3 separate regions of the Hordeum vulgare genome follow, and regions 1 and 3 are each linked to region 2. The links are chromatin contacts, called in public Hi-C maps. All regions are on one chromosome and are shown on one strand. The core of a region is the stretch at or near the end of the contact, and the rest is flanking DNA. Distances in the headings are between cores, read along the strand shown.

The links. Hi-C and Micro-C count contacts between places; a contact is called where the count stands out from the background.
Region 1: a Hi-C map of seedling shows a contact between it and region 2, with 4 times the contacts expected there. The contact joins the promoter of LOC123425569 here to the promoter of LOC123425568 in region 2. A contact is called at or near these places in 1 of 6 Hi-C or Micro-C datasets (seedling) and 1 of 1 datasets of contacts at active chromatin or transcription factors (embryo).
Region 3: a Hi-C map of seedling shows a contact between it and region 2, with 6 times the contacts expected there. The contact joins the promoter of LOC123425565 here to the promoter of LOC123425568 in region 2. A contact is called at or near these places in 4 of 6 Hi-C or Micro-C datasets (leaf and seedling) and 1 of 1 datasets of contacts at active chromatin or transcription factors (embryo).

What each region holds. Positions count from the first base shown.
Region 1 is chr2H:140,718,137-140,722,702 of MorexV3_pseudomolecules_assembly, reverse strand. It overlaps LOC123425569 (protein BZR1 homolog 1), which reads right to left and starts at 2,243. Exons shown (of 2, transcript XM_045109260.1): 1 at 1,732-2,243; 2 at 550-1,576. The coding sequence starts at 2,001. The coding sequence ends at 893.
Region 2 is chr2H:140,281,579-140,286,081 of MorexV3_pseudomolecules_assembly, reverse strand. It overlaps LOC123425568 (UDP-rhamnose/UDP-galactose transporter 2-like), which reads right to left and starts at 1,616. Exons shown (of 5, transcript XM_045109259.1): 1 at 1,053-1,616; 2 at 752-936; 3 at 438-638. The coding sequence starts at 1,185.
Region 3 is chr2H:139,785,775-139,789,780 of MorexV3_pseudomolecules_assembly, reverse strand. It overlaps LOC123425565, which reads left to right and starts at 1,981. Exons shown (of 16, transcript XM_045109255.1): 1 at 1,981-2,395; 2 at 3,890-4,006. The coding sequence starts at 2,365. LOC123425566 (ruvB-like 2) reads left to right here. Exons shown (of 2, transcript XM_045109258.1): 2 at 797-1,669. The coding sequence ends at 1,442.

The sequences.
Region 1 (4,566 bases), core at 994-3,493, 440 kb before region 2:
AGAGCGGACGAGCGTGCCCATTCCGTGGCTGTGCGATGCCACTGTCGCGGCCTTTTCCGTACTGCATACAGAGTGTTAATTGGAGTTTTGGATTCATCCACCGCCTGGCGTGCACCAACTATGCCATGCCAGCGGCTCAAGATTTCTGAAAGAGGGTATACAGATACAGAGCTAGTATTCTATACAGATATATGCCACGCTCTTTTCCATGTTTTTTCCGCCAAATTGCAAGTACTATTATAGAACAACGACAATGGTCTCCGATCGGACAAATTCTCGTGCTCGGCGCAGACATGCCATGCCATGCCATCGCTCGCGTGCCGACGGTGACGGTGGCGAATCTCCATCTGAACCCGGCCGTTGGCTCGTGGCCGGGCCGACGCATGCTCCCGCTGTAAAAGTGAAAGCAGCGATGAACTTCTAGTAGCTCCATGTTACTTCTCGTTTAGCCGCCGCGTCAAAGAGAGGTTTATTCAGGTCACCGCCTGAAGCTCAACTCCGTCCACCTTTTTACTCTACTCGACTTTCCCCCACATGAGCTCACACACATTTTGAGGACGTACACATGCATTGGCAGCAAGAACACAAAACAACAACAAGAAGAACCCAGCTACTAGCTACATCCATGAATGAATAATGAAGCAATCCATGGCCAGCCGATTGAGATGAAGGATTGTTTCGGATCCCTTTTCTTTGTCCGAGGAATCGAACAACAGATGCATCCATCCCCTACTAAACCTAGAATGAACGAATTGCGCAAATCGCAGCAGCAATGGCCGATCCAACAACCACCACGATTTAGCTTGTGCTTGACGAGGACTCGAGGTTCATGAAAGAACCCATTTTCCGATCATTGGCCGGCAAGTTCTGGAAGTGCCAGTGCGGATGGCCGTCATTTTGAGCCGACGCCGAGCGTGAGCTCAAGCTCCTCGGCGGCGACCTCATGGATCCTTTCCCCTTCCCACGGCGTCACCCTCCCCTTGTCGAACTCGAATTCCGGGCCGCCTCGGCCCCTCTCCCCCGCCATTCCCTCCATCTCCATGGAGTTTGAGCTGGAGGCGCCTAGGTTGACGAGGTTGTACGCGGGGGACGTCGGCGCCGTCGTGGCCATCTGGAAGCTGATCCACCGGCCAGAGTCCACCGTGGAGACGTCCGACTCGTCGCACTCCGGTATCGTGTCCGGATGCTCGTGCCGGCGGCCACGGGTGGGGCTCGCCGGCGCGGAGAGGGCGAAGAACGGGTGCCGGAACGGGTCGACCTCCCAGTCGGGCTTCAGGATCTTGGGCGGGCGCGACGCCGTCGGCGACGAGAGCGGCGGCGTCACTGGCGCGCTGTTGGAGACCCGGAGCGGGGGCAGGTTGGGGAGGCCACGGAGGAACGGGAGGAGGCAGGCGGGGCTCGGGTTGTCGAGGCGCGTGGGGCTCGGGAAGCTCGACGAGGCCGGGCTGGCGTGGTAGGAAGGCACCGGGCTCGGGAACGACGACGACGGCGCGCTGAGCAGCTGCGAGGACGAGCAGGGGCTCATGCCCGCCGACGAGACCCCACCGAACGGCCCGGACGACGGCGGCTTGTATCCCTGCCACGAATCGAACCACACAATCAGATCTACACATCCAAGCAAAAGCAAGCCCAGCTAGATCCAGGAAACGGAGGGAGGGAAGAAACATGGGGGTGAGGGCGATCTCGATCTCGAGAGCCGAGACCAAGAAACGAGGTCTAACTCGGTCTGACCTTGCGGTAGGTGGTGCCGTCGTCCTCCACTACCCATCCGGCCTCGCGGCAGAGCTCCTTGAGCACCTCGTTGTTGTCGCAGTGCTTGGGGAGCTTGTAGTTGCCGAGCGCGCGGAGGCCGGTGAAGATCTTGGCGGCGATGGCCCGGCGCCGCCGCTCGCGCCGCTTGTTGTTCTCCCGCTCCTTCCACGTCGGCGTCCGCCCCAGCCCGGCGTCCGCCTCCGCAGCCGCCGCCGCCGCCGCCGCCGCCCGGGCAGCCCCCGACGTCATGCTAGCCCGCTAGCTCCCCTGCTCCGTCCGCGCTGCTCTGCTCTGCTCTTTCTCCGTCCGGTCCCTTCCCTTCTCTCTCCACTTGGCCTAGCTCGTTTCTTTAATGGTGAGGTGGGGCGCTACAGTGAGGGAGGGAGGGAGCTGCTGCGGCGTGGAGTGGCGTGGTGTGTGATGAGCTGAGCTGAGCTGAGCTCTCTCTCTCTCTCGTGTGGGGTCGTCTGGGCTGGCTCACGAGGAGGGTACGGCGACCCCTGCTTTATTGCGACTGGATTAGCCAGATTTTCTACTGGTGATGTCCGGGACGGGCCGGGCCTACCTCTCCCTCTCCATCTTGGCGGGCACGGCTTTTGAGGACGGTGAGTGTGAACTACGTACGCTCTTTCTTTGACGTGAGTGCGAGTGGTGCTCTGCGTGCCTGTGCCTGTGCCTGTGCCCGGTGCATTGGGATTTGCCCGACGAATTTTACGGCCGGTGTAGTCTAGATTTCGGTACGTACACAACCAACGAGGAGTATCTAGGGGTGCAAAGTGCGTGCGTAGAAAGTCGGTTTGTAAAATGCCGTCGATCGACCAAGGGCTGTGTGTGTGGCTTGGCAGATTTACCAAATACTATCCCATAGGCCTCGTTTGGTTAAGGGGATTGGAAGGTTTTAAGATGGAAGGATTTTAAGGGATTGGTTGAATCTCTTTATTCCACCCAATCCTCTCAAATTTCTGGGATTTTGTTTTCACTAGTCCTCCAAAGAGGATTTTGAAACACATAAATAGAAAGGGATTGAAGGGGAACGGAGGGGATTCGCCTAAGCAAACCCCTCCTACCAAATGGACGTCCGAGGATCTGTGGGGTTTCTGAACCCTCCGGAGATTTTCCTCTCAAAACCTCCCCAATCCCCCTTAACCAAACGAGGCCTAAGGCCTGCTTTGGTTAAGGGAGATTAAGGCCTGCTTTGGTTAAGGGAGATTGGGGAAGTTTTGAGAGAAAAATCTCCGACAGGGCCAGAAACTCCACAGATCCTCGGGCGCCCATTTGGTAAGAGGGGTTTGCTTAGCACAATCCCTCCGTTCCCCTTCAATCCCTTTCTATTCATGTATTTTAAAACCCTTCTCGGAGGACTAGTAGAAGCAAAGACCCGGAATTTTTAAGAGGATTGGATGGAACAAAGGGATTCACCCATTCCACTGAAATCCACCTCTCAAAACCTTCCAAATCCCCCTTAACCAAACGAGCCGTAAGAACATGCGCAAACTTCTCCGTGCAAGAAACTCCACCTAACATGTTCGGGCCATTCTCTCCGAGAAAAAGAAAAATGCTCGGCCCCACCCTCGCGCGTGGAGTTGTAGCCCCCAACGCCGCCGTCTTGGAATGCCGTCCGTTCACACCAATCATTTTCTGCTCGGAGACGGGGAAATGCACTGTACGTACGTACAGTATGCCGCGATTAACTAGTTAGCCACGGGCCAAAATCTACACCTTCGAGTATATTTATACTTTAACGGGGCCTGGATCGACGGCGATGCCAGTGCCAAGTGGAAGGACGCGCTCTCTACTGTAAGTTTTGTTGCTTTGACACCTAAACCTCGTTGATTTACTATAGTACTGCCTAACGTACACTCCTACTACGTACGAATGCCTGCATGCGCCTACGCGCCACCACTTGTTTATGCCGCCACGGCGTCCTTGGCCGTAATACAATTGTTTTGTACAGTCTGACGGTCGGTGACAGAGAGCCGAATGGATAATTCGGCTGCAGACGCGGGACCATCTGCCGGGTCGCCGTTCTGGTGGAGGTTTGACCGAGAGGTTTACGCGTTGTGCACCTATTTCGAAGGTGGGATAGCAGCCCACCAACGCCTTCGAACAGTATTTGAAGCATCCGGGCTTATATTGGGCTCCCGTGCTCCATCTCTGAAAAATGTTCGGGTATTTGCAGGAGCAGCTAATTAACGAGCGCTTTCTCGGAAGCCTTCCGACGATCGCTCCCGCGTGTCGTCATTTGATACGTTTCCAGTCGTCGTCATGTCTTGCGTTTTGAGCATTTTTTTTATTTTACTTTTTTTTCGCACGCGTTTTCGCTTTGTTGAATGATTTTTTTGGTGTTACGTTTTTCACCGGTCTTTTGTAACTTTTTGGACGAAAAAAATAAAAATAAAAATTCCATGAAAAAACGTGTTTCCTGTTTTTTACGTGGAAAAACATGTTTTCTGTTGTTGTTTTTTTTTTTGCGAGGGCACGATTTTGCTTTCGCGAGAGGCACGACCGTGCCTATCGAAAAGAGAAAAACGCGTTTTCTGTTTTTTTGCGAGAGGCACGCTTTTACTTTCGCGAAAGGCATATTTTTGCCTTCGCAAGAGGTACCCCGTGCCTTTTAAAAAGGAAAAAAACGCATTTTTTTTTGCCGAGAGGCAGGCCCGTGCCTCTCCCGAAAGGAAAAAAAATGTTTTTAAAAAGGCGTGGTTTTGCTTCCGCGAAAGGCGCCTTCATGAGAGGCACGCCCGTGCCTCTTCCGAAAAGGAGGAAAATGCGTTTTCTGCTCTCTTTTTTCCGCGAGAGGCACGGTTTTGCCTT
Region 2 (4,503 bases), core at 367-2,866:
TACAACAGTACTGCACCAGAAAGTGAAATTATTGAATGAGCAGAACCATACAACACCCAGCTACTGGATATTTGGCTTTTATAGGACACTGTTTCACCAAAACACCTATGTTGCTCGTTATCAGCAACACAGCTTGGCGTTTTCGCCATTGGTCAGAAAACTTTCCAATATTGTGAAAGTCATAACGACATCCGAAAATTGGCGTTATCGTCATTGATGAGAAAACTTTCAAATAATGTGGAAGTCATAACGACACACGAAAATTGGCGTTATCTTCATTGGTCAGACAACTTTCATATAGTGTAAAAGTCATAGCGACAAACGGAAATCTTAGGAAACATTTCCAAATAGGGTATCTACAACCAGTATTCAACTTTCCAGAGTAAGCAGGAATTTGAAATGCACAAATTGTATCCAGCTGGAGAAAAGTAGCTCACAATCTGTTGAAGCGACGTGCAGAACACAGCCACACAAGCACAAATGAAGCCCTTAGCATTGACCTCCACGTCGGTGACGGTGCAAATCCCGACGCCGGCTGCCACGACAACCACTGCGGATATAACCTTTGTTGTGTAGTGCTTGCTGTTGAGTACCCATTCCATCATGCAAACCACCGGAATCATGCTCAATTTGGAGATCTGCATATTCGCACAGTATAGTTTGCACACATTCAGCCACCACAGCACAAGGCCACGTATTCGTATTCATGGCCAAGGGGCAACAGGTGCAAGCATAGAGTATGGCATAATACCTGATAGAAGCCAACAGAGTTGAGCATGAGGCTGAGGTTCATCCCGGTGATGGAGGCGTTGGCGACGAGCGAGAACCAGACGAGCTCCCAGAGGGGGACGTGCTTGGAGGCGGAGTAGCCGGTGGCCTTGGAAATCCACCCGACGAGCGCCGTGACGGTGAAGTGGAAGCCGGTCAACGTGGTGGCTGCATTCGCGCGGGCGAGGGTAAACAAAAAAACAAGGGCGCGTGAGTCATCAGATCCGCCTGCGACAGGCCCCAAGGCGGCGGATCCAGATCTGGGGCAGAGCGAAGGGGGGTACCGAAGGAGAAGGCGTAGCCGGCGGAGGACATGAGCTGCTTGTTGGCCATGATGAGGCCGACGGAGCTGACGACGTTCATCCCCCAGGCGCCGAGGTCGGACACCGCCGGCGGCTTCTTCTCGGCCGGCTCCATGTCCCTCCTCCGCTGTCAGGGATGCCCGGTGGACGGTGGTGGAGGGAGGGGAGGGGTTCGTCTCGCCTCGGCTGCGCTGCGCTGCGCTTCTGTCTGCCCCCGTCCTCGGTGCCTCACGCGGGAGGGGCCGCCCGCTCTCTCGGTTATAAAGGTGAGGCGAGGGGAGAAGAGGCGTTGCCGCCTAGGCACGGAAGGGGAGGGAGGGAGGGGAGTGTGCGAGGGGGTTTCGAATTGTGCTTGTGCGTGCTCTGCTCCCCGCAGTGGCGGAAACGTCAACGGGAAGCCGGTGAAAATCCTGCGATTTCCCGGAGGAGGGAGGGAGGGAGGGAGGAGGTGGGTAAGACGAACCAACCAACGGCGGACGGGGGAGGGAGGCACGCGACGACAGGGACGAGGTGCTCTCGGCTCTCGGCTGGATGGATGGATGGACGGACGGATGGATCTCTTGTGCGCGGTGCGCCCCGGGGATGGCCTTTTGTTTCGCTTTCCTCGCAGTTTCGCCTCGTGTTGCGCGTCGCGGCGCAGGATCTTTCCTCGCTCGGCCAGTTCAATTCAAAGCCGCCGCGACCGTTTCCGCCCCGCCGGTCGCTTTTCCATTTACCCCGTCCTAGTGGTACAACGCACTACGGCAAAGGGCACTTCACCAGTTCCTGCTCCACAGTTCGTGGTACTACTGTGCTCCTTCCTGTGTGCAGTTCACTGTTGTTTTTTCAATAGGGATAATAATAATAATAACAATGATGTTTTTATGGGTACAAGGGAACCTCGGCGCTACTACAGTAGTTAATTTCGAGAGAGAAAAAATACAGTAGGAAACTTGGGACTGCGCCACCGAATGAACTACCTTTCTTGCAGTAGCAAGCAAGGGCGCCCGCGAGGAATTGGAACCTTTTCGTGTCAATGTGGCATCGTGCAAAAGGGAGCGGGTACAATCACTTTCCTGGTGTATAGTCGTCGTCGTGGTAGCCTACAGTCTATTGTGTACGCTGCCTCGAGATCCGCCGGCCTCCGTGTACAGTAGTATACTCCAGTTGCTAAAGGAACAGGACGGTGTCTGTATAGATTGTTATTACTTAATTAAGGTTGTCGATAAGTGGTGACCACTAAACCTGGATGCAACATTGCAGATTTTTCTCATGTCTGTATCGTGTGGGCTTTCTGCATTTAATCTCTCGATCGGAACAGTCGACGGGCCGATAGTGAGTTCGCTGGCCATTCGGAAATGGTCTATTATTACCAGGACCAAATTAAGTTGGCAGAACTTGTCGGATACAGGTAACAATCTGAAGTGTGGCCCCACGTGGCAGAACAATGCAGTTTCGGCACGCCAAGTCACCTTGATTTCTTGCTGTGATTGTTAGGCCACTGGACCGTTGAAGTCGCTGGCAAGTTGGGATGGAGACATATCCTTCCTCCCTCCCAGCCCCGTGTCTCTCTTTTGACCGGGGCATTGCTTGCTGCACGTGTCACCGGGGACGCCAGTTCATTTGACTTGGCAGGTACAACATTCGCTAATAAGCAAAGGTCACATGGCACATGCGTTGATGCATGGACAGATGGTGGCCAGTTCGAGGGATTCATGTCTGCTGAGTGCCTGTCCCGTTGCTTAAATAAACAAGTTACTACTCATTGACCTCATCAGGTCCGGCAATCACCGCCGCTTTCCCAAAACAAAATTGACCATGGTGCGATCATTCTGGCGTCGCTGCACCAGAATGACGGGGAGATACCACGGCACTGACGAGCGTCCGGCTCTTTCCCTGGCCGGACTAGATTTGTTTAGGCGTATGAGGGGACGGCGGTCTGCTGGTTGCGGCCGGCCGGCCAGGTCCCGCCCCGGCCCGGACGTTGGAGGAAGCAGGCAGGCTGGTTCGTTGGGCTGATAAGGTAGGTGCGGAGTGCAGACAAGGGGGTTTTGTCTCGTCTCACGTTCACGTTGCTGATCTTGGAGGGGCACGGGCGTCTCGGAGTGTATGATACCTGACGGCCATTGCTCGATGGCGATGGGAGGTCGGCTTAGTTACGGTGCCGCCCGGACACGTTGGAGCAGTGCTATTTGTGTTGGACCATTGATTGGTAAGAACATCTACAATCATAATTATCAAATTGGTCCTCTACACATTCGCGGACGCGGATGTGTTCGGACACATATGCGGACAATAACCGAACAGCACAGCAAAATCACTTTCACGTGTATGTAGAGTAACCGGACAGCACAACGGACATGCACACGAAACCTTATCTAAAGTGAAGCCCGTCTAATTTCATCGTGTTCATGTCAGGCGGTTGGTTGCACCCGTCCAAATGTTGGACTCTTAGCCGACGAGGTATAGTGAAACATGGAACATGTACCGGGACTCGAGGTGTTGTCATGTCTTATGCCCTATTATTCCTTGACGGAGCCCTTGCCATGTCCGTTGTTGGTGGATGTGAGGTCGATGATGGATGTGTTGTGGTCGAAACCACCCACGTCCATCGCGACACGACTACCGCGGCAGGGGTTGTCACGCATCATACGCGACACCGGAGAGTGCGACTCCACCTCGCCAACGTCTACCGCGAGGACTGTCGTGGCCTCTCGCGCACACTGCCTTACACGGCGGCCGCATTGCACAATGTTTGGGTCCGACATGTAGTGGCCCGTTTCAGCACGCCAACTCAGGGGTTGCACATCAGCCACTACGTTCAGATGCCAGACGGGCTGAACCGCCGCGAGCGAGCTAGCCAAACCTATCTTGGGATCGGACCCATGCACCATTTGAATGGAATCAATAGATTCCCGACATATGGAGTTTGAGCACTGCCATCAAGCGGAGTCCTCCCGAGAGTGGTGGAGCGCAAGGCGGATAGCCATCTCCTCCCGGGGCCGCATGGGACGAGCTTGAGGTCATCGGATCAAGAGGTGTACGACTCGAATCCGCTGCCCGCCATGTCAGATAAGGCAGGAGATGGACGGACGGGAGCTTGTGGGTGGAGGGGAGTGGACTCGAAGGGGATGCGGCTAGGATTTCCTCCGGAGTGTGGATTTGAGTAAATTTATGTGGGGTCAGGTGGGCCATAGTGAGCCGGATCAGATGTGGCGGGCGTGTTCAGACGCATCCAAGCGTCCCCATATCCGCCCCTAATATGGGTCGGGTATCGGGAGTGTCAGTAAGTCCAAGCGTTTGGGACGGATATGGGGAGTCTAATTCGAGGCCATTTTTTTGTCCGGACAGTGATGCGTGAGCCCTGTCGGACGTTTGGGGCGGATATGAGGGTCCGGTTGTAGACGCTCTAAGAAAATTGACCCTCAAATTTAGTGCAACCGCCCCGGAGCAA
Region 3 (4,006 bases), core at 732-3,231, 500 kb after region 2:
AATTCATTCCTGAGATTAGTTTCTAGGCAATTTAGATCCTGCAACCAATATCCGCTGCCTATGAAACACCAAACCTGTTAACAACTGTTAAATATAATAGAGTTATGAGGGTAATTCAAAGGTGCAGTTGAGACTGTGTGCCAGTTTATCATGCCATAAGAATAGCTGATACTCTCTCCGTAAAGAAATATAAGAGGGAGTACCTTTGAAAAGGTGGTCTCCTTGGATAGCATCTGGTCTTGGATGCGCAAACTGGTATCTGTTATGCTTTTTGGTTCATAGAGAAATACAGGGTGCTTTGTTATCCAGTAAGATCGTTGCACTCTTACCAAAGAAATGATCTGGAAAATCTTGCAGCATCCAGTTTGTTACAGGGATGCTCATGTTAAGAAACATGGTTCCATGAACATAAGTCAATCCTATTGATACAAGTTAGATGATACATTTGTAAGGAAACAGAAGCTGTTCTCAAAGATGCATATTTTTTGCATCCATACATTCTGCAGATATGTGCTACCGATATTTATGCTGTTATTAGCTAAAGGTCTTCTATGTGAAACTATTGATTTTACTTCTCTTAGATGATACTGCTTCTTTGGATAGTTTTGAACCTTTTCAAACTTCTCTGTTACAATCTTGTTTATACCAGCAAAGTTTTCTTCCCCGCCTTCCCATCCTTGATCATATCATCTGATACAAAAGAGTATTTTGTTTCATATGCATATTCGAGTGTAGTTTGCTTTAGGAATTTAATTCCCAACTAACTAATTTTTGTTATCTTTTTATTCCTGTTCAGGACACAAGGCTTCCTTGCACTCTTCACTGGTGACACTGGTGAGATTCGTGCAGAGGTTAGGGAGCAGATTGACACAAAAGTTGCCGAGTGGAGAGAGGAAGGGAAGGCTGAGATTGTTCCTGGTGTTCTGTTTATCGATGAAGTCCACATGCTAGACATCGAGTGTTTCTCCTTCCTGAACCGTGCTTTGGAGAATGACATGGCTCCGATCCTCGTTATTGCGACGAATCGAGGCATTACAACCATACGCGGGACCAATTACCGGTCACCACATGGTATACCGACCGATTTCCTCGACCGCCTCTTGATCATCACGACACAGCCATACTCGGCGGAGGAGATCCGGAAGATCTTAGACATCAGGTGCGAGGAAGAAGACGTTGAAATGTCTGCCGAGGGCAAGGATCTGCTCACGAAGATTGGTACCGAGACCTCGCTCAGGTACGCGATCCAGCTTATCACTTCTGCCGGCCTGGCCTGCCAGAAGCGCAAGGGCAAGGTGGTGGAGATGGAGGACATAAGCCGGGTGTACCACCTGTTTCTGGACGTGAAGAGATCGACACAGTTCTTGATCGACAGCCAGAGTGACTACATGTTCAGTGAAGTGCAAGGGGATTCAGATGGGGATGACGCCATGCAGCCCTAGACGGGAATTTTTGCAATGTAACTGTGGGTTGGTTTGTATGGCTCGTGTATCTTGTGGATTCTGCTTGCTCGTTTAGATTAGTGTTAAGCGTGAGATGATTTTACCTGAAGGCACGGTTGATGGGTGCTGTGAGCTATGTTAACGGCTGTAACCGGTGACTTCACAGTTGAGTGTATCCTGAGGAATCTTCCGTCTCAGGCTTGTCCGTTCAGTTCTTTTCCATTTTTTGTTACGTGCGTCATCAGTTTATATGTCGTTTCTGTTTGGTGGGAAAAGGTGCAGGATAATTAGGGATTACAAGCTGCAGTTAGAACGGCTGTGCAGCAACCAGCATGTGTCCTTGGAAGGTGTAAAAAGTGTCTGAAACCGTAGTAGTCTGCCCCTGACATGCTACTGGCCGAGAATGGTCTGATCTGAATAATGGAAGCAAGGTACAGTAGCTGTGAAACAGGATTTAGATCGCATCTGCCCAAGATGAAATGAGCTGCTGACTGACGATTCTAATCTGAAGCGGGACAATACTCAATTGGGCGCGTCTTCTAGAGGCAGACACACACGCACGGTACCACGCCACCGCATAGCACAAAGGCGATTTCGCAAGCCGCGCGGCGCGGCACACGCGGTCGCCGGCGCGATCGATCGATCATTGAGAGGCCGCCACGGCCGGGCTCGGTGCTCCGGGCCGCGCGTGCGCCCCCCCGCGCTCGGGGCGACGTGGTTCCGCTCCGTGGTGGGGTGGGGCCCTCGTCCTTCTCTCGGGAGTCGGGACATTGGACAGCACCATCAACAAAGGAAACCGTCCTCGCTTCCCCCCCATTCCCCACCTCCTTCCCCTCATCCCCCCTCCCCCACTATCCAACAGAGCAGCCCACGCTCTGCGCCACCTCCTCGACCGACCCGATCGCTCCCCGCCGCCGGCGCCATGGAATCCAGCGACCCCAGCTCCGCCGCAGGTACGCCCGCCCCTCTCTCCGCGGCCTCGTCCAACTGGATTGCTGCCCGGGACAGCTCGATCGCCCGTCCGGTCCGACCCCCCCTGCGCCCATTTTGTCTCCGTTTGCTTCAGCTGCTTCGCGCGTGGGAGCTGCCGCAGTAGGACTAGCGAGCGCCGGTGTTCGCGTGTCGGCGGTGGCGAGGCTGAAATCTACCGCGCACGAGCTGAGGCTGCCTTGTGCCGCGCAATGCGTCGAGCTTGCTCGCTGTTACCCTCGGCATCCGCGTGTATACAAGGGTCGGTTATCGTCGTATATATCAGCATTACGATTATAAGTTTGGCTCCAGCCTCATCACTGAGCACAGCTTGGGTGGAGGTGTTGTAGCTAGTGTGGATTTCAATTATTATTTTCAGATGGGATTGGTCATTGGTCTGATCCCATGCTGTTCTCAGTTCTGAGCTTAAGAGAGTGTACCCGTTCAGTTTAGTGATCACCTAAGGGCACAGATTGGTCATTAGGCACACACTCCATGCGGGCTTAATGCCGCTCACCTATACTATATGATATCCTGGTTATCTGCGTACAACTGGATTTCAGATGGGATTGGTCATTTGTCTGATCCCATGCTGTTCTCAGTTCTGAGCTTAAGAGAGTGTACCCGTTCAGTTTAGTGATCACCTGCAAACCGAATCCATCTGTTGGTTCACACATAGTTTCCAGCAAGCAGATGCGATTGCAAACTAAGAAATGAATCATGTAAGGCATCATCCCACTGAGTGAATGCGTAAAAAGCCTACCTATTTTTTCCCTCTCTCCCAGCTTATTGAATTCTTAGGCACCCACTCCATGCGAGCTTAATGACGCTCACCTATACTATACGATATCCTGGTTATCTGCGTACAACTGAATTTCGACTCCTCGTAGAACTGGGACTAATCCATGCATCCATATTTATCAGGCACTTTGGGTTCAGATTCAGACAATGTTAGGAGATGGTAGCCAATGATTCACCTAACTGTCCGTTTGCCTAATTCCCTAGTTGTAAGCTATAACCCAGGAATTATGGTTTAGTTGTACAAGGCATGTGCACCATGATGAAGGTGTTCTAGTTGCATCAGGAAAACAGGCACAATATTTAAAAGCTTACATAGTTTATGCATAACTTGCACAGTCAATATTTTCTCAGTCTGTTTGTTCTGAAATACAAGTATTGGAGCCTCATATAACTGTTGAAGTGTATATGTGGATTTCCTAGCCCTTTCCATCAGTTCGGACTTTTGGTTGCGTTGGCTAGTGCATGAAGCTTAACAATAACAACTGTGTGTATGAGTTCATTGCATTCATTGTATGTCACAACTGGAAATGACTTATGCATACAAGAACTACTGGTTGATAACTATTCTTTTGTGTAGATTTGAGATTTTGACTTACATTTATCAGCAATGAAGGAAGGTCTGGAACTTAAATTCTGGTTATGTCGCCTGTCATAGATATTTTTTGTTCTTATGCCAGGAAATAAGACGGAAGAAATATCTGTACCACCTGTGGAGGGTGTAGCTGGAGGAGGGACTAGTTATGGCTGGGTGCATGGAGGCTTACAGGGGTCTCATCTAGGTACTAGTGTGATTG